2 separate regions of the Mus musculus genome follow, and region 1 is linked to region 2. The links are chromatin contacts, called in public HiChIP or PLAC-seq maps. All regions are on one chromosome and are shown on one strand. The core of a region is the stretch at or near the end of the contact, and the rest is flanking DNA. Distances in the headings are between cores, read along the strand shown. Region 1 overlaps Igf2bp1 (insulin-like growth factor 2 mRNA binding protein 1). Region 2 has its middle 30 kb from the start of Nxph3.

Region 1 (4,787 bases), core at 316-2,815, 440 kb after region 2:
GGGAGCTCTTCTAGAGGAGCAGGATTTAATTGCCACCAGGCCCAGGATGAGTTACAACCTTCTATAATGAGGGGGATCAGATGCCCTCTTCTGGCCCCTACAGGCACTGCATGCACAAGGCACACAGGCATACAGGAAGGCAAAATACCGGTGTAGTGTACCCAAGGTGAGAGAATGCTGAGTCACGTATGCTCAGTGGGCTACCAGAAGAGCTGGCATCAAGCTGTGGGGTGGGGCAAGCAAAAAGGAATGCAAGGCCCTAACAGTGGGTGTGTTGGCCTTAGTTGTCCTAGGCAGTCCCTACCAAAGCAGGGTCTAGTGTAAAATAGAAGGGTCTCTGTGATCCACTGAGTCTGAAATTCTGAGAGCGACAACTCCTTGTTGACAAGCTACAGCAGGGAAAATCTGGGAATGACATAGCTAAAAGAGTGGAGCAGTGGTGTCCCCGGCTCCTTTAGCTATGTCACCCCTGACCCAAACCCAACCTCTTCCTCCTCAAACTCAGCACTCAAGAGGCAGGGGCAGGCAGATCTCTGAGTTCGAGGCCAGCCTGGTTTACACAATGAGTCCCAGGATAGCAAAGGTTATACAGAGAAATCCTATCTTGAAAAAGAAATAATAAAAAGCTAAAGGAAAGGTGGATCTGTTTGAAGGAAAACCTTGGTGGTTTGTGAACTTGACCTAACAAAGTTAGAGTAGATACAGTGAGGATTGGAAACAGTCAGCTGAGTCTGGAGGCTTGAGCCATGATTCCAGGCTAAAGCAGGACTGATGCACGCACAGGCCAGTCTATAGAACAGTAGGCCAGTCGGAAGGTGGCGTTGCAGTGATAGAAGAGGAGGGGAAGACAGACAGACATAACTCCACGAGTACAGCATTTGTCTAGCAGACACAAAGTCCTGCGCTCAAGTCCCAGGACTGCACGGATAGATAAGCCTGTCGACCCTCTGTAATCCCAGCACCCACAGTACTGGCAGGAGAACCACAAAGTCAACACCCGGTCCAGCGGCGTGAGGCGTGCTCTGTGTCAGACACACACGGGAAGCCAACAAGCCCATTGCTGAGTCCTTAGACCCCATTCCACCAGGTACCAGATCCAAGGACTGGCCAAAAGGCAGCTTTGGATCTCCCTGGTAAGGGTTTCTCACAAAACACCTTTGCTAACCAAATAGATACACCGAGTATGTTCAGATGGGTGAAGAATCTGGGAGAAAATGAACAGTGCCCAGCCCCGGACACCTCCCCCCAGGAAGTCCTTCTGGATAGAGGGGAGATGAAGGCAGCCTGCCTAGGAAGAAACAAGGCATACAGCAACCCCAGAACAGGAGCCTAGTTTGAAAGAACCCATTAGTGCAATCCCAGGTCAAAGGCCAAGACTTGCCTGTCCAAACTCTGATTTGGGGCCTTCTATTCAGTATGGCAGGAGCAGGGTGGTAGCAGTGAAATCTAATCTCTGCAAGGATGTTTGTTAATCCATATCCAGAAAGCAATGGCAGGCAGATTGGCTGGAATGTCTGGAATGTTCCAGGAGCGGGAGGGGGAGGAGGGCAGGTCTACCCAACCAATGAAAGAAAGACATCCCAGCAGCCCTCCCTCACCCTCTAGGGCATACACACCCCATCCTGGGAACCCACTCTAGGCTCCTCCCAGACTTCCTTCTCAGCAAAGCCCCCAGCCCTGATTAAAACCCAAGGGGATAGCCTGGAAGAGGACCTTTGTCTTCTAAGCCTGGCTTTCCACTGAGCCTGGTGCTACCTAATTCCTTTCAGGCCCAAACCGCACAGGGCACTGCTGGGACCTGTAACCTAAATTCCCTTGCTTACATTACAACCCCTTTGGATAACTTACTCATCCCACCTATGAGAGGCCCAGAGTTGGCTGCGTTAGGCTGGTGTGCTGAGGGCTTACAGTGGCTCTAAATCTGTGGCTTACAACTCTTTGGGGATCCACAGACCCTACTTACTTACCTACCCTTTCACAGGGGTCGCCTAGGAGCTGATATCAGGACAGAACATTACGGTTCATAACTGTAGCAAAACTAGCTACGAAGTAGCAACAAAAATAATGTTGTGGTTGGAGGTCAGCACAACCTTAGGACCTGTATTAAAGGTCCCAGCGTGAGGAAGGTTGAGCTGGCTTAGAGCTCCTGATGAGTGGGAGCACAACTCACACTTCCCAGGGGTTTCTCCTGGTGGGAGCTAAGTCCAGCAAGCCCCTGACAGTATTCTAAAGGAGACCTGGAGGTAGAGTGGAAGGGGCGGTGACAGTCATTGCTGAATCTAAATAAATGTGTTCACAATGACAGAGAAAGAAAGTCTTCCACTCCTCCATCTCTGCTACATTGACCCTGCTCCAATAAACCCGGGTCTACCAAGGCCAGGCTGAGTAGTGGTTATGTCCTATAGGTAAAAGGGCACCACACCTAAGCACTCTTAGTGCCGGGAGGGCCAAGCCCAGCTCCAGCAAGGAGAGAGAACCAGCTGCCCTGACCCTCTAGCAGCTATAGCGCCGCCAGCAGTGGCCATTAAAGGCAATGGTTAGAACAGCCAAAATGGTTCCTAAGTGCAAACAGCTTTCCCCTGTTCTCTGCTCGCTCTGACCCTCAGAGATCCAGCCTGGAGGGCAGCTCAACAGACTCCTGCTAACCAGGAAATTCACCTGGGGATGTGAGGACACCTGGGGATGTGAGGACAGGGAGGCCAAGCAGGGGAAATATGCCAGGAGAGATTTAAAGAGGCAGAGAGACAAAAGAACAACGCCATACACCCATCACACCGCCATACACCCATCACACCGCCATACACCCATCACATCGTATACACACATGGGGGTGCTTGGGATTAGGAGTATCTCTCCCGGGTCCATTTTATAGAACTGTGTTCATTTTATAGAAATGTGCTACCGGCGGCTTTGTTTGACAGCCCAGGGCCGAGATTAAAATACGCCATGAGTATCCTGTCTGCATTTCATAATCACTGAACGCCAAAGCCAGGAGTAGAACCAAAACTCCATCTACTTTTTTGTTTTGGGTTTCGTTTGCTTTTTGAGACCTGTTTTTTCTGCATAGCCCTAGCTGCCCTATGTAGACCAGGCTTGCCTCGGCCTGGGTGTGCTGGGTGGTGCTGGGATTAAAAGCACGACTCACTATACCCAGCCTGAAGCAGATCTAGTTTTCCAGATGTATAGTTTTACATTTTGTTGAAAGGCCATTTTTCTAGCATACTAGAAACACCAATTAAGATAATATTATCTTCTGTTTTGGTTTTGAAATGAACTTCTATACACTGGAATTACAGGCAAAGATGAGCTACAATGTTCGGTTCTACAGGGTCCTAGGTATCGAGGTCAGGGCTTTGGGATTCTAGCTATACTCCCAGTGCAGTCCGACCCCCATTTTTTTTTCCTGTGAGTTATACTCTGTAGCCCAGACTAGCCTCCAACTCAGAACAATCATCCTGATACTCTACCTGTTCTTTTAAGGATTTAAGATTTAGCCGGGCAATGGGTGGCACACGCCTTTAATCCCAGCACTTGGGAGGCAGAGGTAGGCAGATTTCTGAGTTCAAGGCCAGCCTGGTCTACAAAGTGAGTTCCAGGACAGCCAGGGCTACACAGAGAAACCCTGTCTGGAAAAACCAACACCCACCCACCCCCCAAAAAATGGATATAAGATTTTCAGAGTTCTCTTTTTTAAAAGATTGTTCATTTTACGTGTATAAGCCTGCACACATGTAAGTGCTGAACACGTATGATGAGGTGGTGAGGCTCTGGGGTCTCAGATACCCTGGAACCAGAGTTAAGGGTGGGTGGCTCTAAGCAGCCTTGCGATGCAGATGCTGGGAATGGAACCTGAGTCTTCTTGATGAGCAGTCAGTGGTCTTAACTCCTGAACCAAGCCAACTCTCACAAAGTTCTTATTCTCTGAAAAAGTGCTCCCTTCACCTCCACACCCAGAGCGAAGTGTTGATGGCTAAGTTCCCGGGCTGTGGAGATGGCTCAGTGGTTAAGAGCACTCACTGCTCTTCCAAAGGTCCTGAGTTCAATTCCCAGCAACCACATGATGGCTCACAACCATCTGTAATGAGATCTGACGCCCTCTTCTGGTGTGTCTGAAGACAGCTACAGTGTACTTATAGTAATAAATGAATCTTTGGACTGAAGTGAGCAGGGACTGAGGGAGCGGGGTTGACCAGAGCGAGCAGAGGTCCTAAATTCAACACCCAACAACCACATGAAGGCTCACAACCATCTGTTCAGCTACAGTGTACTCACATACATAAAATAAATAAAATTAAAAAAAAAAAAAACCAAAGTTCCCTTAAACCACAGTGGTAAAAGCTGGATGAGGGTGGTAGTAACATTTTTGAATACAGTCAATCTGCAGAGGATCCAGTCTTAAGCCTAAACTTTCATCTCCTTGGAAAACAAGACTAAATTGGGAACTTCACATCGATCCCACCCCAAAGCCAAGTTTTGCCTCAGCCTGTGGCCTCACTCAAATCAAGACTCTCTGGGGACCATTCCTCAGGAGGGGGTCAGGGGGAGCAGTAGGACTAGAGCATCTCAGGTGTCCACAGACAGAGATCAGCCGGTCTACCTATAGGCAGCTTTCCTTAATAAAGGGATTTCTTTTCTTTTCTTTTCAAGATTTATTTACTTACTTTATGTATGCAAATACACCATCATTCTCTTCAGACACACCAGAATAGGGCGTCAGATCCCATTACAGATGGTTGTGAGCCACCATGTGGTTGCTGGGAATTGAACTCAGGACCCCTGGAAGAACA
Region 2 (4,794 bases), core at 1,096-3,595:
CTATAAGAAAGCAAGCTGAGCAAGTCAGGGGAAGCAAGCCAGTTAGCAGCACCCCTCCATGGTGTCTGCATCAGCTCCTGCTTCCAGATTCCTGTCCTGCTTGAATTCCTGTCTTGACTTCCTTTGGTGATGAAAGGTGATGTGGAAATGCAAGCGGAATAAACCCTTTCCTTCTCAACTTGCTTTTTGGTCATGGCGTTTTATCGTAGCAATAGAAACTCTAACTGAGACACAGATGTATGATGTCTAAGATTTCTTTGTGCTAGAATGGGTCTCTCCCCTCCCCACCCCCACCGAACTCAAAGAGCTCTATGTCTGTATGTCTATGTGTGTTGAACCCATGGCCTCTACACATCAGGCAAGCAATCTCCAATTGAACTACATGCACCCTGAGCAAAAAGTAACTAGGTGCATGGAGCTGGCTTGAGAAGGGGTCAGACTTCAGCTGCTTGTGCAACCCCACATTACCTGGCGCGCTTTAATACTCTTTACTGAGTCAAGTGCAGCCCAGGCCTCCTCCAGGAGGCTGGTACCATCTGCCAGTCTCACAGACTGACAGGGCAGAAGTCTGTGGAGGGAGGTGACAATGGCGTTGGTGGAGTGGCTTGGCATAAAAGGTGACCTTCCACTAGGTCACACGTTCATATAACCCTCTCCCCTTTGATGTGAAAGAAATATGTCCCAGGTGATGGTTGTGATGGCAAGATGGGGTTCAAGGTCAGTGGACTTACAGTCATCAGAGAGAGGTGACTCTGGGTGGGCCTGACCTCATCAGGTACAGAAGAGGCCCTTCCTGAGGTCAGAAATGCTCCTTCTGGGCCTGAGATACCTCAGGGCCAGGAACAATGATGGCCTTGACCTCGAGGAGCTAAAGGCAGCTCCAGACTGGTGCTCACTGAGCAAACCACAAGAACCAAGTGTACCAATGACCACATGACCTTGGAAGGTGACCCTGAACTCCATAACTGTCCCAGAGAGACCTCAGGCTGATAACCCAAGGGACTGTCATGTCACACGGGTGTCATTCTGAGCTGTGGGATTGTAGGTTTGCTTACTCAGCACCAGGCAACCTAAAAATAACAGCAGTCCCAGAGAACCAACCATGGGGACTTCAGGGTCACAGAGAACAGGAGTATGAGCTGGGGTATGCCTATGTCCATTCCTCCCAGTTTTACGCACCCCCTTCCCAGTATCTCCACTCCTAGGCCCAGCCTGGTGCCTGAGGTTCTAACTCAATTAACCCATAGAGAACGCAGCTGGCCTAAGTGGTTATTTGGGGAGCACAAGGTTTGGGATTCCCAGACTCTGGGGCAACATGAGGACAATGCTAAACCTGTCCCAGGCACACACACCCCAATCCCAGGACCAACTGCAAGGCCCCAAATGACACCCCGACCCCCTCCCGTCCTCACCACTCCCCCTCCCACAGGGCTGGCGCCACCTGAGGCTCAAACAGCCCAGGCAGACAGCAGCTGAGCTGCCCCCTTCAGCTCTTCCCTGCTTCTCACCCCCTAGGCTGGCTGAGGAGGAAGAGTTCACAGCCACCGTGGTAGCTCAGCAGCTGGGGGGAGCCCAGATGTGGGAGAGCCCAGAAGACAGGATAGTGTTACACTCAAATGGCCTGCCAGCTTCTCCTTAGAAGACAGGGATGGCCACAGTGTCTGGGAATGGAATGGTGTGTGCTTGTGCTTCATTCTCCATTCTTATCCCTCAGCTCCTGAGCATCAGTAATTGAGAATCAGCTAAAAGGTAGGCTTTGGTGAGCGGCCCTAGGTTTTCAATGAATAGAGGCGCTAACCACCCCTTCCTCTGGGTGTTTCCTGATCCAGCTGGCCCACTACCTGGCCGGAAGCCTCCAGCTAGAGCAGCTGACAGGAAGAGACTGACCTCTCTCCAACACTGTTCTTTGTCCACAGTGAATGTACCGGCTTTGGTTTCTGTGTGGACGCCTCCCCTCCCCTCCCAGCCTCTGACTCAGGGGCTCCGTCCATCCTGTCTAGGCCAGGGGCTCTCCTGGATACACACAAAGAGAGCATCTCAGGTTCCCTGGTCAGGGGCACCTGCTCTTTGATCTGCCCTTCTTCTTTCCCCAGGGTACTGGGTGCTACAAGGGCGAGGCTCCATCCAGGGACAGGCACCCAGAGATAAAATCTGGGATGGGAAGGAGCCTCAGATGAGAGTGACTTTAAAGTGCCGACACACACACACACACACACACATACACACACACACACACACACACACACACACACACACTTTACCAAGCTCACTCCTGACTGCCTACCTGAGCTCTCCCCTCCTCCACCATCCCTGGCGTTCCTCCCAGATTTCTCACTGGGAAGTTCTCAGATCTGGGGCCCTGTAGATCCAGTGGCCAGATGGGAAAGGTGCGTGCTGAGCAGGCCTGGACCACATTGCAACATAGTAACCTGGGGACTCAGAAGGTGCCTGGCTTCTGACCTCTCAACTCAGCAAGCTGCCAATGGGTTCCACATCTGCATTTTCCTTATTCCCAGAATCTTTTATCTTGTTTGTTTGTTTGTTTTGTTTTGTTTCTTTTGGGTTTCTCTATGTAGCTCTGGCTATCTTGGAGCTCCGTCTGTAGACCAAATTAGCTTCAAACTCCGAGATCCTCCTGCATCTGCCTCCTGAGCTCCCGAGCACTGGTATTAAAGGAATGTGCTACCACACCCACATACCCCCCCCCCCATCCAGAATCTTAAAGAGCACAACCATACACCCACCAGGAAATGGCACCCTGCAGGGACCAGGTGGGGCTCTGGATGTCTGACAGACTCCGTGGCAAGGATCCTACCTTGTAGCCGCTCCCTAGTCTACTGAGGGGTGTGCCCAAGAGAAACCCATTCCCTTTCTGATCCTGCTAGGGTGGGGGTAGGGTCTGATGGTCCCTTGGACCAAGTACAGTGCAGGCCCCTTCCCCCTGCCCTGCCCTGCCCTGCCCTGCCCCTTCCCCACCCCTAGCCCCTCACCCCCACTCTGAAATCCCCTTTGCTTCACTCCTTCATGCTTGTTTTTTTGCTTGTTAGAGTTTTGCTGCTGTTAGTTTTGAGATAGGGACTTGCCTTGTAGCTCAGGCTGGCCTGAAATTCTTAAACCTCCTGCCTCAGCCTCCCAAGCCTGGGTTATAGGCTTGGGCCGTAACCATGCGTAGGTCACTCTCCTTTATTTTTTTGTGAGAGGCTTGCAAACCAGGCAGACTTGCCAGCAGTTCCCAGTTGGAATCCCAGCTCAGCCCCAGTTTACCACAACCCAGCTTGTGTTCTGGGCTAACTCCTTGGGCCTCTCGGTTTCCACTCCTCAGCTCTCGGCTGAGCTACCAGCTCCTCTCCTCCTCTTCTGGTCCCTTGAGGTAACTTCTCTTTCATTTTCCACTCACCCTCTCCCTTCCCCAGCTCCAGCTCTACACCTTGTGCAGGCCCTTCCCTCTTCAGAGTGCCTTCTGCTGCCTTCCTTTCCCTGGAGTCCAAAGGAAGACTCCTGGTGAGCCGAGAGGTTCAACAAAGGTGTCAATCAACTATGAGATCTAAAACAGGAGGGAAGTGGGCCATCTTAGGTTTGTAGCTTCATCCCAGGGTGGTATACCCAGCCACTTGCATACACAAGCACACGTGTATATATACACATGAACAAAGGCAGAAAAAAAAAAGTAAAATACCTGAATAGGACACCCAAAAGAAGAGGCAGAGACGGTAAATAACCACAAGAAGCACTCCATGGTGTGTGCCAGAGATCTGGACATTTAAACAAACAAGGTACCACTCACCTCACACCTATCCGAATGGCTAAACCTGAGAGCAGTGACCAAATCAAGTGTCATTCAGGACACAGAGCAAGAGAACACTCATTCTCAGGAATGTAGAGTGGTTAAAGCACTGTGGAAGGCAGGTAGGTCGTAGTGATACAGATACACAAACGTAACACACATGGGACTGTTGGATTTGTTTTTAAAGGTTTTTTTTTTTTTTTTTTCTGTGCGTTGGTGTTTTACCAGCATGTACATCTGTTAGAGGGTGCCAGATCCTCTGGAACTGGAGTTAGAGTTGTGAGCTGTCATGATGTTACTGGGAATTGAACCTGGGTCCTCTGGAAGAGCAGCCTGTGCTCTTAACCGCTGAGCCATCTCTCCAGGCCACCACTATTACTATGTTAATTCAGGCAGCTGCGATTACTGAAGAACACCTGAGCAAGGTCAGGCCTGTGGATGCTCCCTCACAGAGGGGGCTATTGAGGGTCATTAGACCCTCACCAGAGGTCCCACTCCCTTTCAGCCGAGGGCAGCCCCACCGCCCCCTACCTCTCCTCCCACCCCTGCCAGCTGTGTGTAACTCTGCCTTCACGTGGTCCTGGAAGATGCTAAAGTGTAAGACTGAGGAGGGACTCCATCTCTGCAGATGTGGAACATCTGGTGACTTGGGTGTTTTGATCACTCATGCTCCCATAAGCTCCCATAATCGTGCTTCTGAAAGTGTCTTACGGTTTTTTTTGTTTTTGTTTTTTTTTTTTGTGTTTTTTTTTTTTTTGAGGGTTTTTTGGTTTGGTTTGGTTTTGGTTTGTTGTTGTTGGTTTTTGTTTTGTTTTGTTTTGCTGTGAAGAGACACCATGACATGTCAATTCTTATAAAGGAAAACACTCGATTGGAGCTGGCTTACAGTGTCAGAGGTTTAGTTTATTATTACCATGGCAGGAAACATGGCATGTTGGAGACATAGTGTTGGAGAAGGGAGTCAGAGTTCTACATCTTGATCCGAAGGCAGCAGACATAGACTGCTGTAT

The links. HiChIP or PLAC-seq counts read pairs in DNA pulled down with a chosen protein or histone mark.
Region 1: an H3K27ac HiChIP or PLAC-seq map of embryonic stem cells shows a contact between it and region 2, with 5 read pairs. The contact joins two enhancer-like sites. A contact is called at or near these places in 2 of 15 datasets of contacts at CTCF or cohesin (the NIH/3T3 cell line and large pre-B cells), 1 of 484 Hi-C or Micro-C datasets (pro-B cells), 1 of 115 datasets of contacts at active chromatin or transcription factors (embryonic stem cells) and 1 of 9 other capture datasets (adipose tissue).

Annotation. Positions count from the first base shown.
Region 1 is chr11:95,981,121-95,985,907 of GRCm38.p6, forward strand. The region is part of intron 2 of Igf2bp1 (insulin-like growth factor 2 mRNA binding protein 1); the gene reads right to left. Among named protein-coding and RNA genes, the nearest start is that of Mir3063, 20 kb to the left of the region's middle. Within about 2 kb of position 1,566, at least 105 of the 459 cell types and tissues checked have an H3K27ac peak or open chromatin away from gene starts, as enhancers often do. A contact at or near this core is called in embryonic stem cells, where this site is marked.
Region 2 is chr11:95,542,371-95,547,164 of GRCm38.p6, forward strand. No RefSeq gene overlaps it. Among named protein-coding and RNA genes, the nearest start is that of Nxph3, 30 kb to the left of the region's middle. Within about 2 kb of position 2,346, at least 21 of the 459 cell types and tissues checked have an H3K27ac peak or open chromatin away from gene starts, as enhancers often do. A contact at or near this core is called in embryonic stem cells, where this site is marked.